4 separate regions of the Mus musculus genome follow, and all the other regions are linked to region 4. The links are chromatin contacts, called in public Hi-C maps. All regions are on one chromosome and are shown on one strand. The core of a region is the stretch at or near the end of the contact, and the rest is flanking DNA. Distances in the headings are between cores, read along the strand shown. Region 1 overlaps Gm38899 (a long non-coding RNA gene). Region 2 holds the start of Lpcat3 (lysophosphatidylcholine acyltransferase 3). Region 3 holds the start of Ptms (parathymosin). Region 4 holds the start of Cd9 (CD9 antigen).

Evidence for each region. Hi-C and Micro-C count contacts between places; a contact is called where the count stands out from the background.
Region 1: a contact with region 4 is called in a Hi-C map of muscle stem cells, with 3 times the contacts expected there. The contact joins the enhancer-like site here to the promoter of Cd9 in region 4. A contact is called at or near these places in 3 of 39 promoter capture datasets (embryonic stem cells, frontonasal cranial neural crest and hippocampal neurons), 2 of 484 Hi-C or Micro-C datasets (embryonic stem cells and muscle stem cells), 3 of 115 datasets of contacts at active chromatin or transcription factors (astrocytes, embryonic stem cells and forebrain) and 1 of 9 other capture datasets (embryonic stem cells).
Region 2: a contact with region 4 is called in a Hi-C map of B cells, with 5 read pairs. The contact joins the promoter of Lpcat3 here to the promoter of Cd9 in region 4. A contact is called at or near these places in 2 of 484 Hi-C or Micro-C datasets (B cells and CD4 T cells) and 1 of 115 datasets of contacts at active chromatin or transcription factors (pancreatic cancer cells).
Region 3: a contact with region 4 is called in a Hi-C map of uterus, with 4 times the contacts expected there. The contact joins the promoter of Ptms here to the promoter of Cd9 in region 4. A contact is called at or near these places in 1 of 484 Hi-C or Micro-C datasets (uterus) and 1 of 115 datasets of contacts at active chromatin or transcription factors (pancreatic cancer cells).

What each region holds. Positions count from the first base shown.
Region 1 is chr6:126,483,694-126,486,393 of GRCm38.p6, forward strand. It overlaps Gm38899 (a long non-coding RNA gene), which reads right to left. Exons shown (of 5, transcript XR_869437.2): 5 at 2,576-2,700. Among named protein-coding and RNA genes, the nearest start is that of Gm38899, 30 kb to the right of the region's middle. Within about 2 kb of position 1,383, at least 26 of the 459 cell types and tissues checked have an H3K27ac peak or open chromatin away from gene starts, as enhancers often do. A contact at or near this core is called in muscle stem cells, where this site is marked.
Region 2 is chr6:124,661,682-124,664,381 of GRCm38.p6, forward strand. Lpcat3 (lysophosphatidylcholine acyltransferase 3) reads left to right here and starts at 1,423. Exons shown (of 13, transcript NM_145130.2): 1 at 1,423-1,678. The coding sequence starts at 1,528.
Region 3 is chr6:124,916,617-124,919,316 of GRCm38.p6, forward strand. It overlaps Ptms (parathymosin), which reads right to left and starts at 1,330. Exons shown (of 5, transcript NM_026988.2): 1 at 944-1,330. The coding sequence starts at 988. It overlaps A230083G16Rik (RIKEN cDNA A230083G16 gene), which reads left to right and starts at 247. Exons shown (of 2, transcript NR_152158.1): 1 at 247-566.
Region 4 is chr6:125,493,343-125,496,042 of GRCm38.p6, forward strand. It overlaps Cd9 (CD9 antigen), which reads right to left and starts at 1,418. Exons shown (of 8, transcript NM_007657.4): 1 at 1,232-1,418. The coding sequence starts at 1,297. Gm26728 (a long non-coding RNA gene) reads left to right here and starts at 91. Exons shown (of 6, transcript XR_869432.2): 1 at 91-143; 2 at 2,422-2,559.

The sequences.
Region 1 (2,700 bases), core at 133-2,632, 990 kb after region 4:
AGGTCATGTTGTTATTGTATCTCTATCTTCAGGTTTCCCATTCAGCTACTGGTGTGGTGAGGGCAGACATATGCAGACAAACAAATGATGCTCTCAGCCTCCAGTCGTGACCATACCAATAGACAGTGTTCCTGTGTACTGGCCATTACACCAAGACTGTCACATTACTCTTTTACACCTTCCAACCAACCCATGGGGCCATGATTCACCCCAACTTTCTGATGAGAGAACTGTGCTTCAGAGAGGGTAAGATGTTTGCCTTGAATTTACCTTGAATTGGGAAGCTTAGAAAGCCCTCATACATCCCAAAGTGCATAGGACAAGGAATCCCACAAAATAATAGCAGCCAACAGAACAAGCCTCTTGTGAATAATAAGACTGAGAAACTCGGGGGACACATATTTGGAAGTTGAAGGAGAGGAGAGAGTCCCATAGGTTGATGCACAGATGGAGGGCTCCCTGTGCAAAGCTGTGGAACAGGAGGGACAGGCAGGCATGGTTTCCCAGGTGAGCAGAGAGGGGAAGACACAAGGAAAGATGCAGGTGTAGGTGTGTGTGTGTGTGTGTGTGTGTGTGTGTGTGTGTGTGTGTGTGTGTGTGTGAAGCAGGAGCCTCGTGAGTGGAAAACTGAGTAGAGGCAATGTTTCATTCTTCTCCTTTTATTCTACTGCCTCTGTGGCCTGATTTCCAGAGACTTCTAAGTTACTGCGATGAGCATATGGTGGGAAACACATAAAACACTTGCTGTTGGGCTAGAGGTAGAACATGTGACCTCCAGAAACTTTAGACTTTACCAGCAAGGCTGCTTGCCCTTGGCGCTCATCTACCTACATACGATGGGGAAAGTTGCCAAGGTGGCATTTGAGACCCATATGTCAGAGGGACTAAAGGGCATGGTCTATCATTACACTCAGCACATAGTGAGTGGCCTTATATCCCTGGAGTGCTCCATGACACAGGACATACTTCTGTCACATTTTGATGGCTTGGTCGTCATGTGATGTCTCCTCACTGCTCCGGGCTGTGTTCCTGTTTAGGATACTATAGAACATACGCTGCCTCTAAGGAATCCGAAGTCAGAGACTGAATTTGGGGGGGGGGGGGGCTGCATGCTCTATGATGCACAGGTGGCAGACATCTCCCTCTGCTCCCCCTGGCTGTGAAGCAGTGGCTATGCTGGTGAAGAGGAAGGGGAAGACACGATGGCTTGTGCTTCTCAGCGACCCCCACCACCCCTCCCCCCCCACACACACACACCAAGCCTCCCTACTGGGCACTCATGAAGATGCCCTCTGCAGGCAGCCAGGGGAGTGCCTCTCCCTGCACACTCCACTTTTACTCACCCTGTGCCACACGCAAGTTCTCAAGCAGGAAAGGTCAAACCACAGCCTCTCCCTTGCTTTCTTTGTCCCTGTGGCTCTATTTTTAGTTTAGGAGAGACCCTGTCCTCTGACTCATGGTCTCACTGACAAATATGCCCTTAACAGAGCAAGCGAAATGAAGGGGTCATTCTCATGTCATGCTCCTGTGAGTCAAAGAGGCCCTTGTGACTGGGCCCTTTTGGCTATTTAACACTAAGCTCTCTCTAAAACCATATTCTCTGCAGGCCAAATCACTAGGGCCAAATAATAACCACACACACAAACATACACACACAACACACACACTCACACACACACACTCATATGTACACACTTATACACAAATACACAAAAACAAACACAGCCATACACAAAACACATACACACTCATACATACTCACACACACACACACACACACACAGACTCATATACATACACACACACACACAGACTCATATACATACAGATACTCATACACACATACCACACCACATAGTGTATCACATACATAATGCAATACAACACACATATATACCACAATTTACATACATACCATACATACAAACACAACACATACATAACATATGGCACATACATCAAAAACTAAAAGTATTTTATTAAGCCTACATGACTCTCCTGGGGAAGAATTCCCATGGTGGAGGTGTCCAGAGAGAATAGAGAGTCAGAGAAAACGAAGATGAACTGCTGGCCTCAGCTCTCATACCTTCACTACAGAATCCACGGAAGCTGAAGGTTACTTGCACCTCTTGAGAACAAATGGTGGCCTCCTTCCAAGTTTTGAGGTTGGCTGGTTCCAGGCCTAGGTCTGAACCTGTCCTTGCTAGCCTCAGATTTAATCTTATCCCATTGATCCCTGTTTCCTTCTCGTCAGCCTTTTGCTCACTGGTCCCTCTGTAAGGAATAGAAGTTCAGGCCAGTGAGGGCTTGGTCCACAGAAGGACACTGTTGAGAAGAGGAAACCTGAAGTAGGAAGGGAGTATCTAATGGGAGCTCTTCTAACATCAGTGGGAAGTTTACCTCAAATATAGTCACACATCCCTGGATTCTTCTTTGCCTTACATCTGATTTGGGGTGAGAATCTCTAAAAACACGAGCTTCAGGAAGCCCTTTGTCTTTGTAAGTTAATTATCATGTGTATCTTGTTATGGTATCAGAAAGCTGATTAATGATAAAATAACATCTCACTTGCCTATTTACCTATATCTTTTTATTTTTATTTTTTATTTTTATTTTATTTTTTTGTATTTGGTTGTTTATTTATTTATTTATTTGGTTTTTCGAAACAGGGTTTCTCTGTATAGACTTGGTTGTCCTGGA
Region 2 (2,700 bases), core at 173-2,672, 830 kb before region 4:
CACACCACCCACAGAGGCACAACCCTATTATTAAAAATAAAGCATTTTAAATTAAAATTTAATTAATTAAAATAATTGCGAGCCAGAGAGATAGCTCAGCGCGTTACAGCACTTGCCAGCACTGAGTTCAATCGTCAAAATCCACATGGCAAAAGACAGAGCAGTCTCCTGAAAGTTGTCTTCTGGCCTTCATGTGTGTTCTGTGGCAAAAACTAGCCCTTCCTCCAACATACCCCAATATATACACAAATAAATGTAAAAAAAAATGCCTTTAAGTATAAATAAAAGGACATATGAAAAGGCAGGAGACATAGCTCAGTGGTCCAATGCTTCCTTAGCACACGTAAAGCCTACGTTCAATTTCCCAGTAAAAAAAAAAAGGGGGGGGGGGGGCTGGAAAAAAGTATAAAATGCCATGGAAGTGTAAGCCATAGCTGAACTTTTTAGGACAAGAACTTGTGAACCCCTTTGTTACACACCCCATACACTGTCACTTTCCCTGGGGTCAATCAGTGGGAAGTGACACTGCATAGGAGGAAAGGGCTCCTATTTTGCTTCATGCCTCTAGTGCTTGAACTTTCATCAGGAACATACATTACTTAAGCCGTGACAAAACTAGCCTAACTGTTAATTAAAGCGGCAAGTGTTAAGTAGGCTCTTTTTAATATAAATAGGCAGATCCTAATTTCATTGCCTCCGGAGAGAAGGTCCGTTTTACTATAGAAAGGGAACTCTGCATAAGGACTAGGGTTGTAGCTCCGGCAGGAGAGCGTGCACGCGGCACCGGTTCGAGTCCCAGTACTTGAACAACCGAAAAGGACCTGCATCGGGAAGAGCTACGTAGCATTAAAGGGTGTTCTTGGGCCCCTGGGCTCCCCCAGAGCCTTCAGGAAAGGGCTGGGAATGCAGGACCCTCGCTCTCCCCCCCTCCCCCGCCCCCGAGGAGACACCGTTAGGGGGCGCTCGTGGGGTGACAGCAGACATTCGCTCCGCTCCGTTACATGCCCCAGTAACCCCAGCGCCGGCGACCGAGAGTAACCTCGCGGTCTGGTGACGCCCCCGCCCCCCCCCGCCCCCCCCCCGCCCCGACTCTCGCCTGCTCCTGTCTCAACCAATGGGAAGGCAGCGAGCAAGCCGGCCGGACACCCGTCCGACCCACTCCTGCCCGGAGCCGTCCGGACCGAGTTGTACTGTCACCTCGCCTCGCGCTCCCGCCTGCTCCAATAGCAGCTGGGTCGCGATCGCAAGCCCCGCCCCGCCCCGCCGGCCCGGCCCGTTTCCCTTCCTCACGGGAGTCACCTTTGCCTTACAAACGCTCGGCCCCGCCCTCTTCCTACCTTGCTGCGCTCGGCCCCGCCCCCGGCTGGCTCGACCAATAATCGGGTGGGTCTAGAGGCTCTGGGCGGGCCCGCAGCCAATGCGCACGCCGTGGGCGGGCCCCCGGCCGGAATTGGGGGTGAAGCCACCGCGTTCTGCCCACATTCGGGGCGCGGAGCTGGGGGTCCCCGGGGGGCGCCCGCAGTTAAGATGGCGTCTACAGCGGACGGGGACATGGGAGAGACGCTGGAGCAGATGCGGGGGCTGTGGCCGGGTGTCGAGGATCTGAGCCTTAACAAGTTGGCGACGTCTCTGGGCGCGTCGGAACAGGCGCTGCGGCTCATCTTCTCCATCTTCCTGGGTAAGGACCCTCCTGCCTGCCTCTGCCCCCTCGTGGAGTCCCAAGGAAATGGGCAGAATGGGGTCTGGGGACAGGACCTGTCTGTCTGCCCCGAACCTGGGACCCAGGAGGGCTTGGGGGTGCGGGTCATCAAGCACACCAGCCAGCTATCGAAGGGAAGACAAGTCTGGTCTCAAGTCTGGGGGCCCGTACCCTCTGAACCTCTTCCCATTTTCTTTGGCCCATACTGTGCCCTTTGGCTCCTCAGTCACCTCCCGCCTTGTCATCGATATGCCGGACTGTGCCCTTGCGACCTATGTCTGTCTGTGGCTCTCAAGAGTTCGACTGTGGCCATGAGTACTACTTATTTGTTATTAACAGCTCCCATCATGCGCTCTCCTTACGAGAGGCATAGGCCCTCGAACTTAAGATATTTTAGCCCTACGGGCCTCCTCTGCCCGATTATTTCATACTATGTCTTCTCGGTCTATTTTGTGTATTGCCAACGTATAGTGTACTTTCATCTCTTTTCTGTCCACTTTCTAGTATTTTCTTGTACCATATTGCTTTCCCCCTTAGCCGCCCACCTGTCATTTACTCTGGAATACATTCTTACACTGGGCTTGGGAAACAGCACTATTAACAACCTTAAAAACTCCATGCTTGTTCCAAGGGACTATTATTCATATGGTTCAAAGGATGTGATGTACCTGAATTTATGTCGCAACAAGCTGTGTTATATATTATATATATATTTTATAGTCTTTTAAAAACCGCACTCTTCGAGGTTTTTTAATACATGAGGTAACGTGGTATGATGGAAAAAGTGTGGACTTTGAAGTTAAAGGAGTCCCACTCTTTACCGTTTGTGAGTAGCAACCACTCTTGTCGCTACTCACAAACGGTAAGACCCCCCAGGCAAGCCATTTAACTGCTCCGCATCTAATTCTCTTATGAGATGAAGACAGCCGTGCTTAGCATTGGATCGCTGTAAAGTCCGGTAAGAATTCTTAGGTCAAGATCAGTGATCAGAGACTCGATTC
Region 3 (2,700 bases), core at 80-2,579, 580 kb before region 4:
ACACCTTATCAGATCTCACATGTCCCCTCTTCCCACTGCCTTTCATCCTATCAGCTCCCTCCTTCCACTTGGACCTCGAGAACTATACTGCGCCCCCCCCCCCAAAAAAAAAAGACTGGGCTCCCAGCCCCCAAGCCTGGCCGCATTAATTTCCCTAAGCGGCACTCCGCAGTTTCCCTGGGGAAATTAGAGGAAGGCTGAAAGAGAGACAAGGGCAAAGGGATGAGGCCGGGAAAGGCAGCTGCTGAGAGCAAAGATAGCTTGACGTATGGTCAGGCGATGCTGAGCTCCAGCTTTTTCGAAGGCTCGTTTCTCCGTCTTTCTGATTTTTAGAAATTCAACATGAGGGGAGGCGATAATGGAAAAAAAATGGAAATCGGTAGTAGAGGAAGAACAAATGAAGATGGGCAAAAAATTTTTTTAAAAATTAAAAAGGGGGGGTGGAGAGGAGCAGCCCTTCAGGGACGAGGACAGACGGTCGGGCGGCAAGGGGAGGAGCCGAGGAGTAGCCTCCCGGGAGAGTCCTGTTTACACTTGAGGATCCCAAACCGCTTAGCAGAGGAAAGGTGAGGTCATAGTGGCAAGAGACCTGGGGGCTCGGCTCGGACATGGGGCCCGGGAAGCTAGAGGCGCCGCTCTCCGACGAGAAGGCGGACCGGGCAGAGGCGGGCGCGGCAGGCAGGGCACGAGAGGGGTGGGGATGGCGGGGCCGGGCGCAGGCCGGGCGGTGAGGCCCGAGCCACGGCGCGCTGGGCCGCTAGAGGGCGCCGGTGGTGCCGAGCGGGATAGGCAGCGCCGGGCTCCGAGCGGGGGGAGGGCGCAGCGGGGTCCGCGGGGACCGGGCGCCAGGGCCGCTCGGGGCCGTCGGGGGCGACCGGGCGCGAAGGACCGCGCCGATCCCGGGGCCGCCCGGGTGCCGCGCCGCCGCCGCCCCTGCCCGTACCTTGGCACTCAGCTCGGCCGCTGCCTCCACGCTCTTCTCCGACATGGTGCCGGGGCCGGGGCTGGCAGGGAGCCGGGGTCCCGGGGCCGAGGCGGAGGAGCCCTGGACGGCGGAGGGTGGCCGCGGCCGGAACTTGGCGCGGTGGCGGCGGCGGCAGCGGCAGCGACGGCCGCTCGGCAAGCTGGCTCGCTGCAAGAGGCGGCAGAGGCGCGCGGGGTGGGGCGGGGGTGGGTCCCGAGCAGAGACCCGCAGGGCTGCGGCCGTCCGGAGGGCGGGCGGGCGGGCAGGCGGGAGGACGATGCGGGCGGTGGCCGGCGCGCTCCGGTCGCGGTCGCTCGGTCTTGCTCGCCGCCCCCGCACCAGCAGAGCTGCCGCCGACCAGCCGCTGCCGCCCCCGGGAAGGGAACCCGCTTTTAAGGCGGCGCTGCCCGACGGGAGGGGCTTCCCAGGGGTGGGGCAGGCGAGAGCGGGGAGGAGAGGAGAGGGGAGGGGGATGAAAGAGGAGGTTGGAGAGGTGGGGATAGGAGGATGAAAGCGAAGGGCGGGAGAGCGAGCGGGACAGGAGGAAGGACGAGACCGGGCGGGGGAATGGAGAGACTGACGGTTCGGGAGCGAGCGGAGTGGGGCGAGGAGGTGGGAAGGGGTGGGGTTCCTGCGGGGAGACACCGCTCCAAATGCCAGCCTACTGCCTGCAAGCTGGAGTCTGGCTCCTGGGGGCGGACTGGCCAGACTCCTGCTGACCTCCTCCTTTTAGCCCTGGGATTTTGCTAAAGTGGGGGTGCAGGGAGTGGGGCTGTAGATGTAGAGGCTGGGCAGGTATTTGAGAAACCAAAAGCTGAAAGGAGAGGAAGAAGGCTGCAGAGCCACTTCCATTTCTCGCTCCTGTCCGCCTTCTCTAGGTGGCCTTGAGGAGGAAAGTGAGAGTACAAAGGACAGCCTGGGCCTCTCGGCTGGACTTGACATTTGTGGTCCTTGTCGGGTTCCTTCCAGTCTGTTTCGGGGGATGTGAGGGGCCCTCTGATGTTCTCGTCTGCCTCTTTATTCTTCTCTCCTCTTACCTGTCTCACCTCACTTAATTGCCTGGTTCTTGTGTTTCTCTTCACCTCTTCATTCATATAGACCGAGACCCCTCCCTTACAACCATCTACATCTCTTATGTCTCAATTTACTTTGCTCCAGATAACACTGTTTTCTTACCTGATTATCACCTGGCCCTATAAACTTAGCTAATTTTCAACTCTTTCCGATTGTCCTTGTACATTTTCCCTCTCGTAGCTCTTCTCTGTCTTCCCCCCAGTCTTTCTGAATTCAATTGTCCTTTGCACACACGGGCCCAGATACGGGGTTCCTTGTCCTCAGCGCCTCACCCCTAGGTTCAGAATCTTTAGATAATTTTTTGAGAACCCTAAGATTCAGAAAGAGACGGGCTGGCCTGTCAGTCTGAGGCCCGAACGGTGGATGAAGAAGAAGGCTGGGCTTTGGGAAAAGATTGTCTTTGGGGTGTGTGTGTGTGTGTGTGTGTGTGTGTGTGTGTGTGTGTGTGTGTGATCTGTCATTATTACCCCTCACCTTTTCCTAATCATTTTTATTTCCTTAATAAAAAACATCACCTTTAGCCAGATGACCTATTCAGCACTTGGGAAGCTGAGGCAGGAGGATTGCCATTAGTTTGAGGGCATCCTGAGCAATACATCTTGCCCCTTCCCGACCCCCCCCCCCAATTAGAAAAAAAGGGAAGCCATTGTTGGTCTTCCATC
Region 4 (2,700 bases), core at 168-2,667:
AACACAAGCAGGGAATGTCCTCTGACATCCTCTTAAGTTGTATGGGTGTGGTGGCTCCTAGAAACCCAGGGCAGTCTCTGCAGGTTGTGCAACACTTCCAAGCAACCCTGGAGAGTATTAAACCTTACAGTTGCTGGAAGATGGTGAGCATCCCGGTGGCCAGCTCCAAAGGGAATAGTGGACTTTTTAGTTGTTGTTGTTCAAAGTCTCTGGTGGCACAGGAGTTGCCTAGTTAAGCTCTTTCCTGATTGCCTGGGAGCAAATTCCGTCCATTTGTGTTTGGGAGTGTGCCCTCTCAGAATCAGGACAAAAGGGTCTTCCGTGTATTTCCTTGCTTCTGTCCCTGAGTTTTGGGAGAGTGGACACTCTCTTGTTGCCCTACCCAGAGGCCCATCTGTAGAGTCTACTAGCACCTGCCTCTGGACCCTCTGCAGGTGAACGGCCATTCCCCTTGGCCCCACCTGGACATTTTTAGAGCGAGGCTTCAAGCCCGCAGTACCTGATTACCTGGGAAATGCAGAAACACCGGATTTATCCCATCTAGAGGCGCCAATAGGCACCTTCCCCGCCTTCTTTTCTCTTAACTCTCCCAGAGTTCTCTACAGCCAAGATAGTTATCGCTCTTGAAAAAGAATCAAGACAATCTAGTCTTTCAGGTAGCTTAGAGAGAGGCATGGACGTTTTCAGTTGAGAGTTCAGGTCCTAAACAAGGAATGTCCGACCTCCAGGTGCAGGGAAGACTCCCCACACCCACTTCCTCTCCCTCCGTAGCACCCCTTGTCACTTGTGGGACCACCGAAGTGGGAGACGCTCGACTGCCCTGCTGGCAAGGAGCCTTGCGGGCCGGGGAGGGCATCGAGTTACTCGAAAAGGTTGCTCCGCTCCTCCCTCACTCCTCTCTCACACTCGGGGGTGCTCCGGGTGGGAGCAGGCACAGAGCCCATCTCAAATACTCGGCGGTAGAAGGACCCGGGAGCGAAGTGCACAGCCGGAGCCACCAGGACCCTCGGCTCTCCCACCCACTTGCTCCTCCCGCCCACCTGCCAGTCCCGCCTGGCCAGCTGGCAGCCGCTGCGCCTTTCTCTACTCGCCCGGAGTCCGCCTGGCGCGCGCAGTACCAGCGGCTCCCGGCGCTCTCGGCCGCCGGGACACTCTCCGCCCCGGACGCCGTCTCGGGCCTGAGAACAGGTGGCCTCGGAGAGGAGCGCGCCGACAGTCGCCTCTCACTCACCCAGAAGATGAAGTTAAATCCGAAGAGCAGGTATTTGATGCACTTGCTACCTCCTTTGACCGGCATGGTACAAGCTGGAGTTGCGTGGGACAAGAGGCACGAACGACTGGGACAGAAGGGACTCGACAACCGACTGAGACACGCTGCGGCTAGGGGCTGGCCTGAGGCTCCACTTTTAAAAAGTGCCACTCCTTACGGCGCTCGGCCAGCTGCTATGCGCATGTGCGGAGGGATGCCGACCCCGCCCCCCGGCCCACCTGCCCCGCCCATGCTCTAATCCCCTCCCCAGACCCAGGTTCTGGGACTTCGGTTTCACCCTCAGTGCAGAGCTCTCTCTGCACCTAACTTTTGCCGTCTGGTTTCTAAGATCCTCTTTCCCTCCATCTTCCTTCTTCCCACCGTCTCGGGGTCTTTCCGGACCTCCGTACCCGACTTCTTTTACGGGGAGTTAAGTGCCGGCCTCGCCTTTCCCGTTCATCCTAGTTCATCCTGGGCTCTGCATAAGAGCTCACGTTGGAAGACCCCCAAGGGCCATGTAATCTTAAGAACCTTTTCAGATTCCCGAGGCAAGTCTGCGAGCCCCTATTTGCCTGGCTTGCGTTCTCTCTGACACCTCCTTGTAAACCTTTCTGGACTGAACGCACTTAGTTGAGCACGGTGGCCGCTAGAATGTTCTAGGTGCTAATCTGAGCAGTTCTACTTTGCTCAGAAACTTTCTACGTTCAGAGACTTGAGTTGAAACCCTTCTTCATCCTGTATTTACTCCGTTCATTCCCTGCCACACCTGATGCCACACCCCTACTCTGCTGCGCCTCCATGCCTGCAGGGGTGTATGCTGGCCGCCCTGCCTCCTTGTGAAAATTCTATTGTGCTTTATTATTTTTTTTATTTAAATCTATTATTATTTTGAGACAGAGTCTTACTATGCTGTCCTATCTGGCTTGGAACGCCCTGTGTAAACCAGGCTGGCCTTGAACTCATAAAGATCTGTCTGCCTCTGCTGGGATGTGCCAATACGCCCAGCGATTTCATTTCTTTTGAAGTAGGATTTAGCCGTTTGTAGACCTACTGACCCGGAATTTGCTTATGTAGCTCAGGCTATCTTCAACTCCAGTCCTCCTGCCAGAGCGGTTCAGGCCACCACGTCCTGCTCTGTGACTCTCTAAATTCTTTCTTGATTTTTTCAACAGGGTGAAGAGGCCCTTCTCAATATCCTTTACAGTTTTCTCTTCCTCACCCCTGCAGGAAGTTTCCTTAGCATTCTTCATTGCAAAAGCAAACCGTACTTATTACAGAAACATCAGAAAATATCAGAAAGCAAAAAGAATGTGAGTTAAAATTTTTTTTCCTGGGTTAAAGTACGTTGGAGGCCAACGCCACAGGAGACCCGGTCCCCAAAAACAAAAAATAAAAACAAGAAACTTTTTCACATAGCAAACCCAGCTCTGTTAGCATAGCACAGCTCTTGT